Regions from separate parts of the Rattus norvegicus genome. Here region 1 is linked to region 2. Evidence: chromatin contacts called from public Hi-C data. All regions are on one chromosome and are shown on one strand. The core of a region is the stretch at or near the end of the contact, and the rest is flanking DNA. Distances in the headings are between cores, read along the strand shown. Region 1 overlaps LOC120103462 (a long non-coding RNA gene). Region 2 has its middle 64 kb from the start of Epcam.

The links. Hi-C and Micro-C count contacts between places; a contact is called where the count stands out from the background.
Region 1: a Hi-C map of liver shows a contact between it and region 2, with 4 times the contacts expected there. The contact joins two enhancer-like sites. A contact is called at or near these places in 9 of 12 Hi-C or Micro-C datasets (the A7r5 cell line, the Rat2 cell line, Schwann cells and 5 more).

Annotation. Positions count from the first base shown.
Region 1 is chr6:12,751,847-12,755,831 of GRCr8, forward strand. LOC120103462 (a long non-coding RNA gene) reads right to left here. Exons shown (of 3, transcript XR_010052445.1): 2 at 2,995-3,985. Among named protein-coding and RNA genes, the nearest start is that of Calm2, 91 kb to the right of the region's middle. Within about 2 kb of position 2,230, at least 50 of the 93 cell types and tissues checked have an H3K27ac peak or open chromatin away from gene starts, as enhancers often do. A contact at or near this core is called in the A7r5 cell line and liver, where this site is marked.
Region 2 is chr6:12,711,387-12,715,320 of GRCr8, forward strand. No RefSeq gene overlaps it. Among named protein-coding and RNA genes, the nearest start is that of Epcam, 64 kb to the left of the region's middle. Within about 2 kb of position 1,850, at least 63 of the 93 cell types and tissues checked have an H3K27ac peak or open chromatin away from gene starts, as enhancers often do. A contact at or near this core is called in the A7r5 cell line and liver, where this site is marked.

The DNA.
Region 1 (3,985 bases), core at 980-3,479, 41 kb after region 2:
ACACTATCTGTTGGTAGTTTTAAACCTTCGACCGACCATGAGGATTTTTCCTTTCTATTGTCTTCAAAGGGCTTCATGGTTTTCTTTACATTTGCATATGAGTCCATTATATAAAGTACTAAGAGGATTCAGTCAGAGTGACGGTCACCAGTGAGTGTGTGAGTGTGTGTGTGTGAGGGGGGGGGATGGAGAGTTATCATATTGATGAGTATGCAGCTTCAGTCCGGTATAATGAAAAGCTCTAGATCTGTCCTTCAGGAGCGCCCATACAACACGGTAAATGTGCTTACTGCCAATGGACTAACATGTCTCGAGTGGCAAATTGTATCACTTCAGAATGTCTGTTTAGGGATTCTCCTGTGAACTGTTTGCAACATGTTTCTAGATCACTCATTAATTGATGGGTTAAAGGCAGTCACTGACAGGTGCTCATTTGATATCTGCATAAGATTTATGATTTTTCCCTTTTAATAAGTGGTTAGGAGCTAAAGTATCTGCTGCTTAAGCTGAAAGAACAGATCAAAGGAAGGAGGGAAAGAAGCGAGCAGGGGCGGGGGTGGGGTAGAAGAAGCGGAGATAGGACAGGAAAGCCAAGAGGGTGGGATGGGAAGCGGGTGGACGAGCAGAAAGTGCAGAGAAAAGCTGGAGGGAGGGGCCGGGAGGAAGTGGGAGGGCTTCCCTTCTGACCCATACATGTGTCAATCCTCTCCCTTGGCTTGAAGGAGTCTCTATTTTGACTCTGCTTCGAATAACCCTCTCTGTCCCTCAGTCCGAGAATGAAGAAATTATTTTCTGCCTCTGCCGTTTCCCAGGTCACCAGTTATATTAAGCCGAAGTCCCTTGGTGGCTGCTGTCTATAATTTTCCACTCCACACCCTTTTGAGTCAGATTGCAAAATAAGGCCATTTTGAAACTTGGTTTCCTCCTGGTCAGGGCAGGGAAGATGTGACACAGGACTTTTGTGACCCTCTGCAGCTCAGGCAGGAACTTAGATTAGCAACTGGAAGAAGGGTAGGAGGAGGCAGCAGGTTGCTGGGACCCCAGTCAGACCACCCAGAGGTGCTCTATACAATTTCTAGCCTTTGGGGGTGGGAGGAGGGCATGGACCTGACGGGGGCATGGGCGGGGACTGGCGAGATGAGACGACACACCAGAAACGAAGGAGGCTCTTGGCGTCGTGGAGAACGGAGGAAATCAGCCACCATTCTTACAAATCTCTCAGAATCCAAAGTGCTCCCCGCGGTCCCCATCTCCCATTTGGGCTGCGGTGGAGCCGGCCTCCTGGCCACTCCCTGTTCTCCGGGTTGGAGCGCCTTCCCCTCTCCCCACCCATCACTTTGACTCACACTTTCTTTTTATTTCCTAATGGTTTACATCCTCCCTTGAGCACTCACGTGTACTTTATCTCTGAGCTGGCCACTCTGGCTCGTACTTCCCAGTGTGCTGCAGGGCCGGAGCCCAGGCTGATTTCTGTCTTAGTTAAGGAACAGCAGGGTAGACAAAGTGACCAGAGAGATGTGGGTGGTGGCCGCAGCAGGAGGCTCATAGGTGTTGTGGGTAGCCTTCAGTTCTGGCTTTTCTTGTGAGGGAAATGGGGAGCCATTGCAGGGGATGAGGAGAGGAGAGACTAGAGAGGTTTAAAGTCCCCATGATCTTAAGTGACATCCGGATATTTTCAGAGAGCAAACCGTTCGGGGCTCAGATTTCGGGGTACTCACAAAGATCTTCGGGAACATGGGACCAAATTCGCAGGGAACTTGAGGATGGTGGGAGTTTCTCCTTGACTGGTCAGGAAATGGGATGCTCTTTGTGTCTGTGTCTTCTCCTCCCTAGATATCAGCCGCGCACTGATAGGGCTTTCTGCCCCTGGACACAGAATAGGCTTAGAGTCTTTCAGGAAAAAAACTCATCAAAAATAGGCAGAGAACCCTGACCTACCAAACTGAGACACTGACACTGGCTGTAACAGAGGCTCAGGAAGAATAAGGCGGACTTCCAGGAGGAGGGAGGCTCCACTACCTAGAGATAAAAGACAGGCAGGAGAAAACCTTTCCTTGCAGCCCTCCCCCGGGCACAACTGTTGGCTCTGAGTCCCCTTCAGGCTTGCCCAGGCACACGAGCGCTAATTTAAAAGCCTCGCTAAGAGAAGTGAATGACTTCTTCAGTCGATGACATTTTCCAGGCTCTTTCCCCCAGCTCGCCCAGAAAACGCACAGCATTAATAACCAATAAAAGTTAAGAACGTCACCTCCCCACCCCTCGGTAATTCTTAAGGGTGAAATTTCTGGTCTGGGGACGTCCCGGGTTGTCCCCTCAGGTAGGGAACTTCCGGAAACGCCTCCACTCCCTAAACAACCGAAGGTTCCCCCCCCCCCACCTCCCACCTCCTCTCCTGGGAGGCGAGCGGCCGCAGGTGCGGAGGGCGGGGCGGCGGCGCGTGGAGTGCGGCCCATGGCCGGCAGGGGGCGCAGGGGAGCCGATGAATCCGGGGAGGGCTCCAGGCCCTCCGCCGTCGCCTGCCCAGCCCCCCACTGCAGCTATAGGTGTATTTACCGGAAGGTCACCCTAGTCCCTTCTCTCCGGCCCACCCTTTCCTCTCAGGTGTGGCCGCGGGAGAGGGATTCCTCCTGAGATCCTGCGGACGATTGTCAGGACCGTGAGGATCAGCGGCTTTGTGGCAGGAGAGATGCCAGAGCCTCCTTCGCCCCCCCTGCCCTACCATTAATAGCCTCAAAGTCCTGGGACTAAGCAAGAGGCTAAGGACCCCCGAAGTAGGACTCGGGCCCTATTTACTCCTGCAGAGCCTGGAGCGTGATAGGAACCTGTCCTGTTTGGGTTAAACGAAAGGACTTTTTTTGCCTAGGGGCTTCTTCTGCCATCCTCCTGTTCATCCAGCTGCTTACCTGTGTCACATAGTCCCGTTCCCCCTCCCTCCACCTCCACTCCCCCACATTCACCCACCCCTGCCCCAGGCCAGGTCTTCCCAGGCCTTACCTCGGGCTCTTTCACTGCTCCAAGGGCTCACTAGGTGGTCGGCCTAAGTCCCTTACATAGCCTTGAAGCTGTGCCCATCCTATTGAAGGGTAGCGAAACACACCACCCAGACACGGGCCACTTTAGCATAAGGATTATTTTGAGCAAAGGCAGCTGAAAAGGAACAGAAGCAAGAGGAACCCTCCCTCCCCCGTTTGCCTAAAAGCTGGATGGAAATGTACACGGATGTCCCTGTTCTCCGCTTTACCCGGAAGGTGGTATCATGGAAGACACTTGAGACCTTCGTCCGCCAGAAGTGGCACGCAGCAAGCAGAGATTGAAGAGTCTTTGTCTCCTGTTTTTTTTCCTCTCTCTGATTTGCCTTTCACAGTCGATACCTCTGGGGAGTGTAGTTCTTGTTTCTTCCGCCTTCCCCTTTCCTAAAATTGTACTGCTCTTTGTGGAAGTGTCATTCCTTCCTTTATCTCCCATGCGCCACACTTTTAATAAACTATTTTCCTCTTGTTAATCTTTGTTTAGAGATTCGGGCCAAGAACTCCCCACCACCACCCTATTTTAAGGCACTTGGCACATTGTTTTGATACATCTACTTGAGAGAACATAGTTTGATCTGTCCTTCCTGGGAGCTGCCTCTCCCACCTTTTCCCTCTCAGGCTTGAGACCAGATGGGCGGCAGCTTCGAATCCTTCAGGAAGCGTCCTTTGTTGGCCATCCTTGAGTTTTCTCAGCTCTGACCTGAAGCACATGCTCCTTGGATCTGTTTCTTGCATTTGTACCCTCGTGATTCTGGGGAAAATCAGTGTTCCCTTTTAGGATTCTTGGTCTCATTAACAAAAGAATTAAAGAATGGATTCAAATTGCAGGTTGAAGTTAATTTTTCTTAGAATTTAAAAGGAAAACATCCCAAGGCACACAAGCTGTAAACGCCAGGAGCTGCATAGAGAAGGAGGTAAGATGGAGACAGTCAGGCCACTCGAGCTGGCTTGGAGGT
Region 2 (3,934 bases), core at 600-3,099:
CAAGCCAGCTCCATCAGTCAGCAGGTTCTCTAAGGCAGGAGCGAGGATTAAAAAGAAAAGGACAATTCGACAACATTTAACATGACCCCAGCCAGTTCGGAGGCTGAAGCAGATGTTTTATTTTCCAATCAGCTTTTATACCATTTTAATTACCTGCAGAATAAGATCAGTTCTCGGTCAAGGAATGAGCAAGCCACCACCAGTGACACACTTCCCTAATGACCAAGCATTCAGATATGAACCTACAGGGGCCATTTCTATTCAAACCACCACATTCACCATGTTTCCCACCTCCCCACGATAGCAAGTTGCAAGGAGATTGCATTCAAAATTTGTCTTTACCCATAATCCACCACCATGGCTTAGGAAGGCATCTGCTGGAGGTGTGATAGACAAATAATTTGGCTTATTTTCTATAAAAAAAATAAAGGAAAGGAAAGAGAGAGAGAGAGATACAGAGGAAACCTTAACACAACTGATGAAGTAAAAATTGCCTACAGAAGCAGTGTTTTCCTAAAGTTTTGTCTCAAACGAGAATGATCTAAACAACAAATATACAATGCCTGCTTAAAATTGCATTTACTAATTGCATGTGTGCATGAAATAGCACATGTGTGAAGTCAGAGGACACCTGGCAGGACTTGGTTGGTCCCCTCTGTTCCCCTGTGGGTTATGGCGTCCAACTCCGGTCCTCGGGCAGCAAGAGCCCTGTCTTCGTCCTTGCTCTGTGATTGCTATGTGCTACTCGAGTTTCTGGAAGATCGTTTAGCCCTGGGGACCCTCCGCTGTCCCCCTTTTGGGAACCCCGTTCATGTTTTGGTGACCTTTCTGGCGTCTGATTGCCAAGAGGAGGAGTTTGTAGCCAAGAGTCACTTCCTCTACCTTCAAAAACAATGAACATTTAAATGAACTCCAATAGAGTCCGGGGCCCCTGGGAACACCGAGGACCGTGGCTTCTCCAGTCCTGGTGGGGATAGTGTCTGTCACCCGGACTTCAGGTCGTTACTATAGACTGCAATCTATTCTTACGTGATTTTGTTCGTATCCTTTCCTTCCTTTTTATTTCTCTTTTGTTTGTTTGTTTATTGTTTTAAGACACGGTTTTCCTGCGTAGCCCTGGCTGTCTGAACACTCCATCTACCTCTTGTGTGCTAAAAGCTAATGTGCTTCTTCCCCAACTAGACAGTTGGTGGGATTTTTGTTTGTTTGTTTTCTGGTTACTGTGTTTCCAACTGAGGCCTAGTGGCGCCCACTGAATGTTTCTTAGCGGTGCCTGTCCTGTGGTTCTCTGCTGTGTTTTCGCTTTCTGCCCATATGGTCCTTGTTAGTGGTACATGAGGGTGGGGCACGCCAAGTCTAGAAAGTTGTTCCCAGGCCAGTGAAGATTGTGGTTCTTCACAAGTTGTGGCGCATGTCTGTAATCCCAGCGTTTGTGAAGCAGAGGCAGGAGGATTAAGTGTTTTAAAGCCAGATGGAGCTGCATAGTGAGACATGTCTCAAAAATAAATAAATAAAATTAAAATTAAGTGGCATTCTTTCTTTAGCTCAAGGTTCAAAATTCACTGGGATTGAAGTGGTTTTTTCTTGTTTGTTTGTTTGTTTGTTTGTTTGTTTTGTTTTGCTTTGTTTTAGTACGGGGGGGGGGGACAAAAGAGCCTTTTGAGCAAGCTGGAGTTTCCCTGACCTTGTAGAAAGAAGGGTGGGGCGGAAACACTTTGCTAGTTGCAGTTCCACATTCATCCACTGAGCGGCAGTATTGCTCCACAAGGAAGAACCAGATGATGCCATACTGGTGATGCAACTAGGCTCCCGGAATGACGCTTGCTAGCATTTATTGAAAGGCAAGAATGCGCCGGCTTTTATAAAACAGTAGGCAACAATTACAGGAGATGGGGCGGTGAGACATCGTCTCGCTATGAAACATATTTCGACAGTGAAATAAAAGCACGTGAGAACGATTAGATGACATTTCCAGTGTCTCATGATTAGTGAGTGAACGGCTACGCTAAATTCAGACTTTGTCTGCTCTCCCGACCTCAATGTCATGACTGAAATCATCCTAGCAGCAACCTGCCAGCGCTGTGCCCACACCGCGAGCGCCTGTCACTTGTCTGGCCCAATTTACCATCTTTCAATAATCTAAATTAAAACTGGGGGCCACTGGCTTGGATCTAAAATTGTAAAATGGGTTATTGAACTGCCAGCCTGGAGCCCAGAGACCTCTCTTCTGTGTGCACAAGGACAGAGGAGGGACAAGAGATGTGCCTTCCGGACTGCTCTCTCTGGTTTTCATTTCGTGCTTGCACAGCTGCGGGAGGGCTGGAGGGCGAATCTGTTCCACTGCCACAGCCTTTCAACGGCTCTGGTAGCTTTCAGGGGCAAAGTCTCTCTCCTAAGCTCCCTCCCTAACCTGCTTAGTTGTTTCTCTGCTTCCCCATTACCTCACAAGCTCCTCAGCCCTTCTTAGAGCTGCAGCCCATTCTAGAGACCCAGAGTGATGCCACCCCACCCCAGGCTGTTAGTGAGATGGGACCACCAACATGCAGCTGGCACACAGGAGGGGACTAGTAGTGTTGTCTTCCCTCCCCCCATGCTTGGATAGGACAGTACGACCTACAAGGGCCAATCCGTGTGACAGCATGTTCTACACAGTGTTGCTATCCTTGGGCAAACACTTCCAGGCACAGCAAACAGGGACATTATGTCACTCAAGCTGATGCAGAAGAAGGCATTTCCTAGACTTTTTCCCCTTCCTCTTTTTTTACCTCTTATATTCTTGAAAAGTAAATAAATTCCCTGTAAACTCCTAGATGCTTACCACTGGCCACAGAGTAATGGTCACCTGGCTGTCCCCACGGGTTGAAGCCAGTGCTGTACCTGCAGTCGAGTCTTTAGAACATTAGCTGGCCGACCGCGATCGGCAGAGACGGGGAAGCCGTAAGCATGGGCTGGTCATTCCGGGGCCCTGTCATCTGACTCAGCCTTGTCAAGAGCACGAGGAAGCGCAGAAGACTCGCTTTCCTCAGATGTGGAGCCTGCTGTTTCAAACTACAGGGCTTGAGACAGGGCAAAGCCCAAGCAGAATGGCGACCTGCTGATTTTGCGGGCTGAAGACCACGCTCAGTCTCAGAAATCTGTCAGCCACTGCCAGGGTTCTGAATCCCAAGAGCAGCCTTGGCCTAGTCTCTCTTCCCAGTTCCCTGATCCAACCTTTCTCTGAAACCCCAAGAGAGTAACACTTAGGCAGAACCTCTGTGGTGTCCTCCCATTGCAGACACTCCAAACTAGAGGGGCCAGGAGCTTGGAACTCAGCCTGTTCCGGAGAAGTCAGGTAAGCATGAATTCTGCCCATGGCTGGCACTCTCCTGATTCCAACTCCCTCTCGGTCACACCCAAGGGTTCCAGCTTTTCCCTATCCACTGCCACACCCAAACTACCCCCTCTGGGTTTGCATGCTAGGTAAATTTTCTGCTCACTACCCATTTGCCTACTCCAGACTCACGATCGATCGGGGCACTTCGGTCATCAGATGGTTTGATAGAAGTCTCTGTTCTGAAGGACTTAAAGGACTTGTGTTCCTTAAACATGCGAGCACGTCACGTGCAGCTCAGTCTCAGCTTTACCTTGTTCAGGGGTATTGCTTTCTGTATTATGTGTCACTCAGAGTGAGCGGTTTCATGCGCCTTGTTTTTTGTAGAACCACAGGGAAACTGATCGTAACTATTCCCCTCAGAGATAGACTTCCCAGGTCACCCTGCAAGGTCTAATAAGGTGAGTCTTCTGTCAACACCTTGATCTCCCAGGCTTCTCTCACACCCTGTAATAGCCCTAGAAGGTTACATGCCATTGTGTAGCTGCTGTAGCCCAAGGATGATGTAACAGCATCAGCAGAGAGCATGTGGGCATGTGGGTGTGGCCAGGCACTGCCAGGAGA